2 separate regions of the Mus musculus genome follow, and region 2 is linked to region 1. A link is a contact called in public Hi-C data. All regions are on one chromosome and are shown on one strand. The core of a region is the stretch at or near the end of the contact, and the rest is flanking DNA. Distances in the headings are between cores, read along the strand shown. Region 1 holds the start of Snx27 (sorting nexin family member 27). Region 2 holds the start of Notch2 (notch 2).

What was found. Hi-C and Micro-C count contacts between places; a contact is called where the count stands out from the background.
Region 2: a Hi-C map of CD4 T cells shows a contact between it and region 1, with 4 times the contacts expected there. The contact joins the promoter of Notch2 here to the promoter of Snx27 in region 1. A contact is called at or near these places in 1 of 39 promoter capture datasets (pre-B cells) and 1 of 484 Hi-C or Micro-C datasets (CD4 T cells).

The regions. Positions count from the first base shown.
Region 1 is chr3:94,579,884-94,586,194 of GRCm38.p6, forward strand. It overlaps Snx27 (sorting nexin family member 27), which reads right to left and starts at 2,833. Exons shown (of 12, transcript NM_001082484.2): 1 at 2,362-2,833. The coding sequence starts at 2,666.
Region 2 is chr3:98,011,001-98,017,311 of GRCm38.p6, forward strand. It overlaps Notch2 (notch 2), which reads left to right and starts at 2,538. Exons shown (of 34, transcript NM_010928.2): 1 at 2,538-2,771. The coding sequence starts at 2,699.

The sequences.
Region 1 (6,311 bases), core at 1,583-4,082:
GGGACTCTGCCTCATATATATAAATAAATCCCTAAAGTTAGTTGATTTTTTCTTCTCTTACTTGAAAAGTCTAAGGAAATGGGGGAGTTGGGGGAGGTATACAGAAGTCTCAGAAGTTATAAACTAGCTTAGAATTGTTAGTTACCTCTGTTACTTCTACAGTGGTACCAGAGTTTCAAAGAATTTTGAATTTTGAAAAAGAATTTTGAATCAGAATACAAAAAGCTCAAAGGAATCCCTGTCTTGAAAAACCAAAAAAAAAAAAAAAAAAAAAAGCTCAAAACCAATACCATGAAGATTTCTTTTTATCATCACCAACCTTCCAGGAACAACTGTCTAGGCAGTATTTCTTTTCCCCTGCCACCAAAAATTAGAAAAATTTCTCTCACCACCAAGGACAGTACCAAAAAATATTAGCTTCTACTTCCTAGGCTCCTAGTCTCTCATAAGGATTCACAGGATCCCTCAGCTCTTCTTTACATTGGCTAGTTTACAGCTGGGATTTCTGCTGGAGACTATAATAAGAGTAAAAAGTTTAAACACTCTTGGTAGATATTAGCTGTAGTTTCATCATTTTGGACCCTATACAGCAAATGACCTAGAACTTTAATACACTTATAACTGTATATATTTTAAAACTAAATATAAAGAGCTGAATCAAAGCTAATTTCCACAGGGAAAGCAAAATGACAATTCTAAAAGTTTCTATCAGAAGAAACCATCAGTCACAACTTTTGCGTTTTCTAGAAAATAAATACCAAGGGACCCAGTTAGAAGGCAAAGTCATTATTGTATTCAGTATCTTAATGCTACCCACAAAGACTAAAAATATACTACCCGAAAATATTAGAAAATAGTCTGTAATATAGCAATTTAAAACAAAACAAAACAAAAACCCCACAAGCATCTCTTTCCATAAAGGTCAGAAGAAATGTGCAAGCTCTCCACACACATGCATTAGTGAGCTACTCTTTCTTGAAGTGGAAAAGACGAGGAAACAGAGTAAGAGTAATGGGCACAAAAATGGGAGGGGGGGGAAAGGCCTGGAGGAAGGGGGCTCCTTTACAAGGACAGACTCCCAAGATTCTGTAAGTGCAGCTCTTACATGAATCTGTTTTACAAAATGAAGAGCAGGCAGCTGTGGAACTTACAATTAAAATGAAATATTTAAAAAGAAGAAAGACTTGTGTGAGTAAATCCCATCATGGAAGGAGAGGCTGCGTGTGGGGGGCGGGGAGGGGGGGGCGATACAATATAGATGCAGTAAGGAGAGATCCAGGATTGAAGGAGAATGGAGACAATGAGAGCACACAGCGCCAACAAGTCAACCAACAACCACTATACAAATTTAGGACAAAGTACAAAATCACAACCACAACACAGCTTAGGGCAGTGGAGGTCTGCGTTCAAACTGCCAAGACAACATCTCTGGAGCTTTAAGGGATGTGGTGGTGACAAGTGAGCCTGAACAAGTTCGATGAAGGAAGACTGCAGCAGAAGGTGGGTTGCAACAGCAGAAGGGGCCTTAAAAAGAGAAGGGAAAGCTACGTCGAGAAATTTAAAGTGTAGGATTGCAATAGCACAGAGCAGGAGGAAAACGGAGCGGGCAAAGACCTAAGTCGACTGCAGTCTGAGGGAAGCAGGAGCTAGGAGCACTATTAAACCGAACTCCAAGGTGTGAGGAGTGGTGCACGTGGGAAGTCGGGGAGCCAGAAAAGGCTGTACTCAAAAGCAATGTAGCCATGGAGAAGCTAGCCTGAAAATCAGGTTGCAACCCCTCCCCCAAAAACGCATGTGATAAGGTATACTCGAGATGGTGTGACTACAAAGAAGAAGAGGGGAGAAAAGGCCAAACGGTGGATGCAAAAATGTCGGTGTGCTTTTATCATAACGGGGAATAACTAAGGAAAGTGGGTGGAGGGTTAAGGTGGGGAGAAATGATGCCTCCAGAGGAAAATGAGCTGACCACAGGTCCTATCAGGTCTAGAGGGCAGAAGGGACAGTCCACAAGGTCTGAGGGGAGTGGCAGCGACCAGGAAACTATGATGCTAAAGATGAAAAGTTGGGGAGGACACAGTACTGGCTAGGTCGAAAGGAGACTCCCTCAGTAAGGGGCAGAAAGAGGCATGCTATAGAAGAAGGCAAACGGGTTGAGAGCAGCCAAAGGCATGGGAGCAGCAGGGAGAGCACAAACTGGAGACGCCAGGAAAGCAGGAGGCTCCAAGCCGGGCCGCGAAGGCCCGCGGGGGGCGAGGGTCGCGGCAGGCTCTCGAGCTAAGAGAGGTGCGGCCTGGGTGACAGGGTGCGGGGCCAGGACAGGCGAAGGATAGGAGGACGGGGCGTGGCGGCAGCGATACTCACACCTCCAGGATGCGGTCCCCTTTGCGCACCCCGGCCCGGTCGGCCGCCCCCCCGGGCAGCACGGCGCTCACATGCTGCAGCGGCGCGTACAGCTCCCCGTTGATGCTCCGCAGTTGCCCGCCCTCGCTCACTTGGCCCCGCACGTTGAAGCCGTAGCCGGATTCGGACTTGACAATGCGCACGACCCGCGGGCCGCCGCCTCCCCCGCCACCGTTCCCGGCGCAGTGGAGCCCAGACCCCCCGCCGCCGCCTCCATTCCGGTGCGGGGCTGAGGGGTGAATACCTTCCCCGTCCTCGTCCGCCATCTTGCGAGCAAGCGAGCGGTCCCCCGCCCCCCTACGCCTCCACTCCTCCGGCGCGCGCCCGCCCCCTCCGGCAGCCGCGCGACCCCGGCGCGCGCCCGCTCCGCCGACCGCTGGAGCTAGTGGGCCACCGCGCTGCGAGGGGGTGAGGAAAAGGGAGCAAGGCGGGAGAAGCAGACGGTTGGGCGCTGCAGGGCCTCCTGGGAGATGTAGTTCTGCAAATGGTGCATGACGCATCCGGGCTCAAAGCCTTCTGGGAGTTGTGGTTTATTGGGCTTTGGGCTCTGGTTAAGTTTCCTTGGTTGGATGATGAGAATCTTTTTTTGTTTTGTTTTTTCGAGACAGGGTTTCCCTTTGTAGCCCTTGCTGTCCTGAACTGGCTCTGTAAAGCAGGCCGACCTCAAACTCAGAGATCCACCTGCCTCTGCCTCCTGATTGCTGGGATTATGCCCGACCACTAGTTGGTGATTCATTGCAATCTTGAATCGGTTATTCATTTGTATATTCATGTTGGACAAAGCCCCAGCAATCAAGTGATACAACCAGATCGTGAATTCGGTTCCTTATTTCAAGTATTAGGATACGGAACTTTAGTGTTACCAAAGTCAAGCAGCAATTATGTAACAGCATTTAAAGCTCAGCTGTTTTTGCGCAACTTTCTTTTCCATGTTATTGCAACTTCACGGCTATATACAGACATACAAAAAAGCATGTGTGGAGGAAAACAACAGCTTCCATGATTTAGAACTGGATATTAAAGTGGTCAATAATTTTAATTTAGCAAGAGTTTTGAAGTTGCTTTTATCTTGTTTATTTCATTTCTTCCAATAGCACAAGAGAATTCTTAGAAAGCATGCAGTTGGTGTTTTTGGCGATCTGGCAGGATATAAACTTGATAGAGCTGGGTGCCTGGTGACAGCAAGTAATGACAGAAATAATGCACATAGCAATCTACGCCATCACTGCTCCACTTTGGTATTTGATTTCCCCCTACTGATAAGGTCACTAGTTAATCCATTCCTGTTTAGTAGATGTTGTAGAATACACAAGATTCCACAAAGCAAAGACAAAGGAAACAGTATCAGCCTCCTCAGGTATTCTCAGTTCTTCCCCACCAAGCACCATGTAGATAAAGAGCTCTGATGAGTGATGTTCCCCTAAGGTATCAGAGCCTAAGACACACAACTTGGAAAGGTTGCCATTCTGTACAAAGGAATACAGTAGACTTGCTCTTTGTCCTGAGGGGGACATTACTTCATCTCCCAAAGTGACATATTAACACAACCCCCCAACCGGAGAAATAACCTGGAGATAACGAGCCAGGAGTCTTCCTTCTTGGCATCCAGCAGAAGAAGAGGAGAAGCACCAAGAACTACCTTTCTCAACATGACTATGTACCAAGTCTTTACATCTAGAACTTATTAACGCTTTACAGCACTAGCCCAGTCCCTGCTTGGTAGATGAGGTTACACAAGTAAAAAATTATGAACCTAAAAGAAGCAGATAATTTATAAAAACAAACAAGCCCCTGAAAGAGTTTACTGGCCATGGAGAGTTTTTAAGATTACAAGGGACAGAAGAAGCAATAGGGGGATTAAGAGATTTTGAAACATACTGAATGGAGACACAAAGTCACTACAGTTAGAGCATACATATGAAGGTTAAAAAGAAAGGTTTGCATTATAAACAAAAGGAATAAAAGTAACCTTGTTTTACAACAAAGCTGATGAAGACTCTTGGTTAGTTCTGAAATACTGAAATAATAAAGATAGAATAAGTTTTGCTTCAACATAATGATGGAATCTGGTTTGGACTTGAATAATTTATTTTGAATTGAGTACTGGATGGAAAGAACTTGCTGCTAAAATAACTAGTTTTTTGGTTTTTGGTTTTTTTGGTTTTTCGAGTCAGGGTTTCTCTGTGTAGCCCTGGATGTCCTGGAACTCACTCTATAGACCAGGCTGACCTTGAACTCAGAAATCTGCCTGCCTCTGCCTCCTGAGTGCTGGGATTAAAGGCGTGCATCAACATGCCCAGATAGAACTAGTTATTTTTGCCAAGCCCACATCTTTAATCCCAGCACTCGGGACACAGAGGCCAGCCCATCTCTGTGAGTTGAGGCAAGCCAACCAGGAGCTACATGCTAACATTCTGTCTCAAAAAACAAACAAACAAACAACATTTGCCTTTATTTTTTATTAAAAAAATATACTGAAGGTGGGAGGGCTAGAGACATGGCTCAATGGTTAAGAGCACTGGCTGCTCTTCCAGGTGTCCTGAGTTCAATTCTCAGCAACCACATAGTGGCTCACAACCATCTACAATGGGTTCCGATGCCCTCTTCCATCATGCAGGCATACATGCAAATTGAGCACTCATATACATAAATTGTAATGTACTTACTCGTATATAAATACATATATACATAAACAAATATACATATAGATACACTGAATGAGGCTAAGGGTGTCAGCCAGTCAGTAGACCACTTGCCTAGCATGCAGGAAGCCCAGCTTAATCCCTAGTCGCATAAAAACAAGATGTGGTGATACACTCCCAGCACTCAGAACTTGGAGGCCCTAGGAAAAATCAGAAGTTCAAGGTCATCATCCTCAGCTATAGAGCAAGTTCAAGGGGATCCTGGGCTATAAGAGACCTTTTTTTAATATTTTTTTCAGCACACACGCACACACACATACATATGTGTGCACGCACACACACACACACACACACACACACACAAATTGAATGTACCTTCTGTTCTAGGCTTTTTAACAATGGTGAGAGATGCAGAGATAAACGAGATAGCTACAGACTACAGGTTTAGGGAGTCAAACTGCACTGCCCTTCATGCAACCTCTTCACCCCTCAGAGTCCGTTTCCACTCACACACCTGGGAAATAACACTTTTGTGACGGTCATTGTAGTACTGTTTATAGTCACAGTAGCTTGGATTAATAACAGTCATTGGGTAAAATATGATACATCCACAATGGAAAACATCATCACTTAAAACAAAAAGAAAAACTAAAGAAGCTCCTAGTGGTATGGCATGAAATGAGCTCACAGAGACTGTGCCCAGTCAAGCGAGAATAGGACAGAGCACAGACGTAATATCTTACAGTGTATAAACGGGGAACCACATAGCTCAGTATCTTTAGATACAAGAAACTGGTTGGAGAGATTGCTGATAGGGAAGGAGTCTGGACAGCTGGGCAGGGGACAGGAGTAGGAGAGAGACTTTTCTCATTATTCCTTTTCTTTAACTCTTCTCTAACTTTCAAACTTTCAGTCAAATGAAAGCCAGTAAGGGGACATAGCTCAATGGCACGTTGCTTGTCTAGCATGCAAGAAGTTCTGGGTTTCAGCTCTCACACCACTTGTAATGCCAGCACTGGGCAGGTAGAGGCAGGAGGATCTGAGGTTCAAGGTAATCCAGGCAGCTAAGTAAGTTCAAGGCCAGTCTGGCACGGGAACCCTGACTTATTAAAAACAAACCTAATTAATTAGCTAACTAAATGAGCCAGCACCGGGGACTTATACCTGTTTTCCTGGCACTTGAGAATGAAAGGCAGGGGAATCGTCACAAGTCCAGAGTGAGATCTTGCCTCAAAAAGACATAACGAATTTTAGGAAAGATCAAACTGA
Region 2 (6,311 bases), core at 1,288-3,787, 3.4 Mb after region 1:
GTTCATCAATTATGTTAGATTGGTTGCCAACAAGCTCCAAGGGCCAGCTAGTCTCTGCCTCCTTAATACTTGGCTTTGGCTTTTTTTTTTTTTCTTGGTCAAGATTTTGTATGTGTGTGTCTGTCTGTCTGTCTCTGTGTATGGTGGGCATTGTGCACATATATGTGGGTGCCTGTGAAGCCAGAACTATTAGATCTCCTGGAACTGGAGTTATACGAGGTCACGGGCCACTTGACATGGGTGCTGGGAACCAAACTCTGGTTCTCTGGAAGAGCAGACTTAGCTTTTAACTGCTAAACCATTTTCCCCACCCCTCTGCCTGTTATGGTAGGGGAGAGCAAGCTCGGGTTAAACCCACTGGACTGTTTCCCCAGCCCTGAAGGTTATTGTCTTTAAAGCTGTCACCCTGAGGAACACAGCTACAGCCACTTCTGGAGCTGTGCCTCAGGGGTGAGCACCTTTACTCTCTTTTGTATGCATGTTGGTTGTGAGAAATCTGATCTTTGTAGGTCAATTTAAAGTTTGTATCGGCAACTCACGATTTACCCTCTTACGTGAGTAGAGATTAGACTGGTAACACCATGGGTGAACAAATGAAAGTTAATGTTATTACTCTTCTTTAAACACATGGCACAAGCAGAAATTGCCTAGTGATTTTCACTAACTATACTATTTTTAAATTTAAATTTGGTTTTATTTTATGTGTATGGGAGCTTTGCCTGCGTGTATCTCTGTCCATCATGTGCATGCCTGGTGCCTGTGGAGCCCAGGAGAGGGAAGTGGATCCCTTGGAACTGGAGTTGCGGATAGACGTGAAGCACCATGTGGGATGTGGGTGCTGGGGATTGAACCCAGGTTCTCTACAAGAACAGCAACCACTGAGCTATCTCTCTAGTCCTCAATTATGCTACTTTTTGAAAAGAGCTTCTAGGGTCCCAATGTGACCGTTTGCAGTAAGTACTAGCTTCTCTTTCCCAAGGTAATGTATATGTGTATGTGGTATATTATTATTTGTGTTTGGTATAAGGTATATGTGTGTGACATATGCTGTATGTGTGTGATATATGGTATATATGTATGATATATGCTGTATATGTGTATGTATATATTCATGTGTGTGGAGGTCAGAGGACATCAGATATCCTGTTCTATTACTCTCTAACTTATTCCCTGGTTGGGGGGGGGGGGATCTCTTACTGAACCTGGAACTGGGCTACCTGCTAATTAGCCCCAGAGATTCATTTAACTCTACTCCCTACAGCTGTTTGAGGCATGTGCATAGTCAAACCTGGCTTTCACTGTGAGTGTTGGAGATTTGAACTCAGGTCCCCGTGCTTGCACAGCAAGCACTCTTTCCCGCTGATCCATTTCCTCAGACTCTATAGTGCTTATTAAACTGCAGTTTTAATGTTCACACCCATTTGCACTTGCTGAACGGTATTCTGCATTCTAGGTCACCATCTACTAATTGATAGGCACTAGTGATGAAGGCCATGATCCTGGGCCATAAAGACTTCCCCGTGTAGTCAAGACAGAAATACAAACAGTCCTGTGTTACTTATGCAATTCCTCGTAGTTGCCAATTTCGTTCTACAAATGCATTTATTCCTAAGACAGATCACACCCTCCACTCTCCCACTTTGGAAATTGTTAGTGTAATAGCTTTATCTTTTAAAAACTATGCACACAAACGTCCATACAATGTTCAGTGTTGTTTGGAAACATTTATATGTAAATGGCATTCTTAGAGTCTCGCTCTGCGATTCGTGTTTTCATCATCATTTTGGTTTTACGGCTGACGTATATGAAGATGGTATTTTCAATTGTATTGCACTTATAATTATGCATTATTCATCTAGTCCCTAAGGGTGGGGCATTTAGGTTACTCTTCACTCGCAGCTATTAATAGGTTATAAAGAGTATTCCTGGTTCTTCTTTCTATTTTCTACACCTTTGACTAGAGTTTCAAGCTCCTGCTGTCTCTTGAAAGCCTCCCCTAAATTCTTCTAGACCCTAGAGCGGACGATTCCAGTGTCCCAAGCACCTTGCTACACGAAGTTCACTAAAAGAACCAAGGATGGGTGGGTGGATGGACGGATGAATGAACGAAATGCCCAGAGCATCTTAAGGAATGTCCTCTTAAGAGTACTTTGGCGCCTTTGCCCTCTGCCTTCCGTTGACAGTCTCGTTTTTGCTCTCCCTCATTCCTCTAACCAGCCAAGAAGTGTGTGGGTGGGTGTGTGGGGCATGAGGTCTGCCTCTCTCTACAAGTTCAGGACCCGGGTAAACCCTAGTGTTTGATGTTGGGCGCTTCAGCCGCCCCCCTTTCCGAGCTCATGGGCGGGCTCGGCGGTCGAGCGGGCGGAGTACGGGGTGCTGCTCACTCAGATCCCTCCGCGCGCAGAGGACCGGCGCTTCTTTCTGCGGGAAACCCCTGGGCGCGCGGCGGCGACGGGGGCGGAGCCTCGCGGTGGGAGGAGGCCGAGGCGGAAGGACACGCGGGCCGCCCAGCCGCGCGGCGCAGCCAGAAACTTTCAGCCAAACTTCGGGCGGCGGCCTGGCTGCGCGGAGTGCAGGGGCGGCGCAGCGGGAGCTCCAGGACTCAGCGAGCCGCGGGGGCAGGGTAGAGCACGCGAGAGCCGGGCTCCTGGTCGGGACCCGCTCCCCATGCGGATCTGCTCTGGCTGCGGCCCCGAAGATGCCCGCTCTGCGTCCCGCCGCGCTGCGGGCGCTGCTGTGGCTCTGGCTGTGCGGCGCGGGCCCCGCGCACGGTGAGTACCGGGCGCCCGGGAGACCATCCCTCTCTGTCTCTGCGCTACGGGGACTGCGTCTTCCAAACTGCCTCGTCCGGGCCTCGAGTCTTGGCAACGCGTAGCGTCCCGGGTTCCGCGTTAGCGGGGTCTCGGGCGAGCAGCTCGCGGGCCGAGGTGCGAGTGTGGTCGGGAGGGCGGCGGGGGCTTGCGGCGTTCCCAGCTTTTGACACCCGGATCGGTCGGTTTGTCCGGAGGAGGAGTTGGGCGTGGGGCTTAGGTCTTGGATAGGTGGAGGCAGCAGTGGGGGAACTGGTGTGGCAGCGTGCTGAGCCACATGATTGAAAATCTCAACTGCTGTTATTCTTTCCGAGGCGCGGAGCTCTGCTGCGGTTCCAGTGTGCGTCCAGCCCCAGGAATGTGGTGTGACGATCCCCAACTCCTCCAACCTGGCAGCAGCTTGCTGCTCTTTTGGCACCGTTGGGGGTGGGGCAGGGGCAGGCGAGGAAAAGTGGAGACGTTGCTTGATCCGAAGTGCTTGCTTAGAAAGGCTTGTTATGGTGGGATATTCCGTGCCCCCTCGCTAACTTGGTGGGAGCCAGGAAAGGAAATCGGATCATATTTTACCCACTCCACCCACATCTTTAGATTTTACATTTCTTTGGAATGTTGTATGGAAAGAACTTCGGCTTTGGAGTCCAGCTCTGTAATCCTGGATTCAAATCTTCTGTATTAACTCACCAATAAAATGGGGATGAAATTACCCAGCTAATAGGATTAATTAAAAGAATGTATATTAAACCCGTAGCACTTAAAAGATGTTCAGAAAAGTTGTTTCAGGGCAGGAGCAGCGGTTTGGTCTGTGCTTCCAATGGGGCTATGTCTTGTACTGGTTTGAAGTCTGTGCTTCCAGTGGGGCTATGTCTTGTACTGGTTCGAAGTCTGTGCTTCCAGTGGGGCTATGTCTTGTACTGGTTTGAAGTCTGTGCTTCCAGTGGGGCTATGTCTTGTACTGGTTTGAAGTCTGTGCTTCCAGTGGGGCTATGTCTTGTACTGGTTTGTTGAACTGGTAGGGTCCCCCTTTACTCAAGAACAATTAACTTTTACCAGAAAAACTCTAGTACATTTCCTCAGAGAAGGGATGAGTTTCAGAAAAGTATGGTCTTTGTTCATTGTAACAGGCAGCTGACATGCCAATCGCAGATGCTTTGAGGAAGACTCGATTATTTATCACCTGCAAACAGTGCTGGGCTGTCCAGCATCAACCAGATACTTTCTGGAAAATTAGAATGTCATACATTGCTGGGTCTGTAGGTTTTCAGAAGTGGACCAGGATTGAATTCAGGATTGAATGGTTCCCGAAAGTTTTCCTCAAAACTCAACGATGGCATTCTTGCCTTGCCCCTTTTCTTTGAGTGAAGCTGTTAGCCCTCAGTGTAGACTTAGTGTAAAGAGCTGTATGATTAGTGTGGTTTTTTTTCTGAGGATGAAAGTGCTTGGTCCCCCACGACTTGTTTTACATAGTAAAGTAACTTTAGTCTTCATGACCTGTGTCTTTTCCCATATGGAATAGGATTCAAAGCCTAACTATTTTTCTCTTGAGTACTTCGGGGACTAGTACGTAAAGTGACTCACAAGTGCTAACGCTGGCAACAGAGATGGGATGAGGCTGGCACACGGGCTTTCTCCCATGTTGAACCCCAGTGCGCTGAACTGATGCCCCCACTTCTGCTAATGCAGGCCCTCGCTGTCACCGATATCGGTTGGGGCGTCACACTGAGTGTCAGTCCAGCTCAAATGTAGGCATTTTGGGTTTTGGACAGGTGTTCTTTAGATGCTAAACTATTCTCATGAAAGAGATTAAAGAGCTAGTTGTTGTTGCAAATCTTAAATCTTCCCAGGGTCTAGCAGGGAAGCTTCCTAATCTATTATGGTGTATTTGCCAAGGTACCAATTATAACTCTCCCTCCCTAAGTTTTGAGTGTTCCCGTGTTTGGCTCGTGGCCAGTTGTTAATTTGAACATCACTGGTTCCTAAGGCAAGGAGCTGTCAACCCATCTGTGTGAGCTTCTGAACAATTCTCTGGACCACCCCTTACTCCCCTTACTTCTGGCTTGCTTTTGGCTCTGCGGTGGGAGTGACTCCCTGGTTTTGCTGTCACCTAGACACTTTCTCAGTTGAATCCCTACTATAAAAAGAACAAGTTTTTTTTTTTTTTCCTTTAGGGTGGAGATAAAATTCACCCTATAACTATTTCCCGTTTTTCTTTCTTGGAGGGAGGGGGGAGTGGTTGGTTGCAGAATCTCTTGTTTTATGGTGTTTGGCATCTCTTTTCTGCCTCCTCTGTGGATTTGTGTTGCCCAGAAGGGCAGCCTTGGCTCACCTGGCCTGTCACTGATTTCAGGACCTTTAAAGAATGTTTAAGCGCAGTGGGATATGCTTGGATGCTTGAGAGAAACCTTATAATACATTTTAAAAATATCACACCCACAGAAATTTTATTTTGCCCACAGAATTTGCATTGATGTAGTTCCCACTCTTCCATTCCTGGTGACCCTCCTCCCTGCCCCTTCCATGTCCTGGCTGCAGCAGACCTCCACTCAGCACCCTGGTGTCCTGACACAGGAGGCCTGAGAATCTGTATTATTATTTTTTTTAAATAAGGCTTACAAAAGATTTTGACAAATTGACCGAGTGGGACAATCACAGATTAATTCTGCCTTCAAGAGGTGTATGAGATCTTGCCTTTTAGATTTTAATAGTTTCCACAGTGAACCCAGCTTTAACCAGCCATTCCAGCAGTTAACCCTTTTGACTCTTAAAGAATTCAGAAATTGCTAACATGAAAGCTGTAGACTGTGATTGGATCCTTCTTGTGCACAACTGCTTCTAAAAAGGCTTCATGTGTGAGTGATACCTCTACCCCCTCTGCCACGGATTCTTCTTCAAATGTTATATATACATATAAATTTTGGATTCTTTATAAACTTTTCCAGGTGTGTGTGTGTGTGTGATTGTGTGTGTGTGTGTGTGTGTGTGTGCCCTCTAAGGCATGATCTGGATAGGAATGCATTCTTGTGCTGTATTTACAGACTGTATCTGTTTTCTTTCTTGATGTCTGTCCGGATGTCTCACTGATCTGTCCCCTCCACTCCTGAACTTTCTGGATCCTCCTGCTCCTGTCTTCTCTTGCTTTCCAAACACACCTTGAAAACAAGAATGTCCCCCGTCTGGCACTTTCCCTCTGCACCGGTCCACTGTATATGTAGTAATTGGGACAAGCCACTAAGCCGGGAGCCAGAAAACCAGAAATCTCCTCCAGCTCTGTTATTAATTGATTTGGTGACCTTGCAGGGGAGCCCATGGTTTGGTAGTTCACATTCTCATGGACTTTGTCACCAATCACAGGGCTGGTTGCAGAGTTGGGACTAGAATTTCTTTGTTTAAGGCCTCAGGTCCAGGGCCTTGTGTATCGTCCATACTGCTTCTGTCTTGTGTACAGATGGATTTGTGTACACAGAAACACATCCTTGAGTGCTTACTGTTAGTGTATGCTACAGG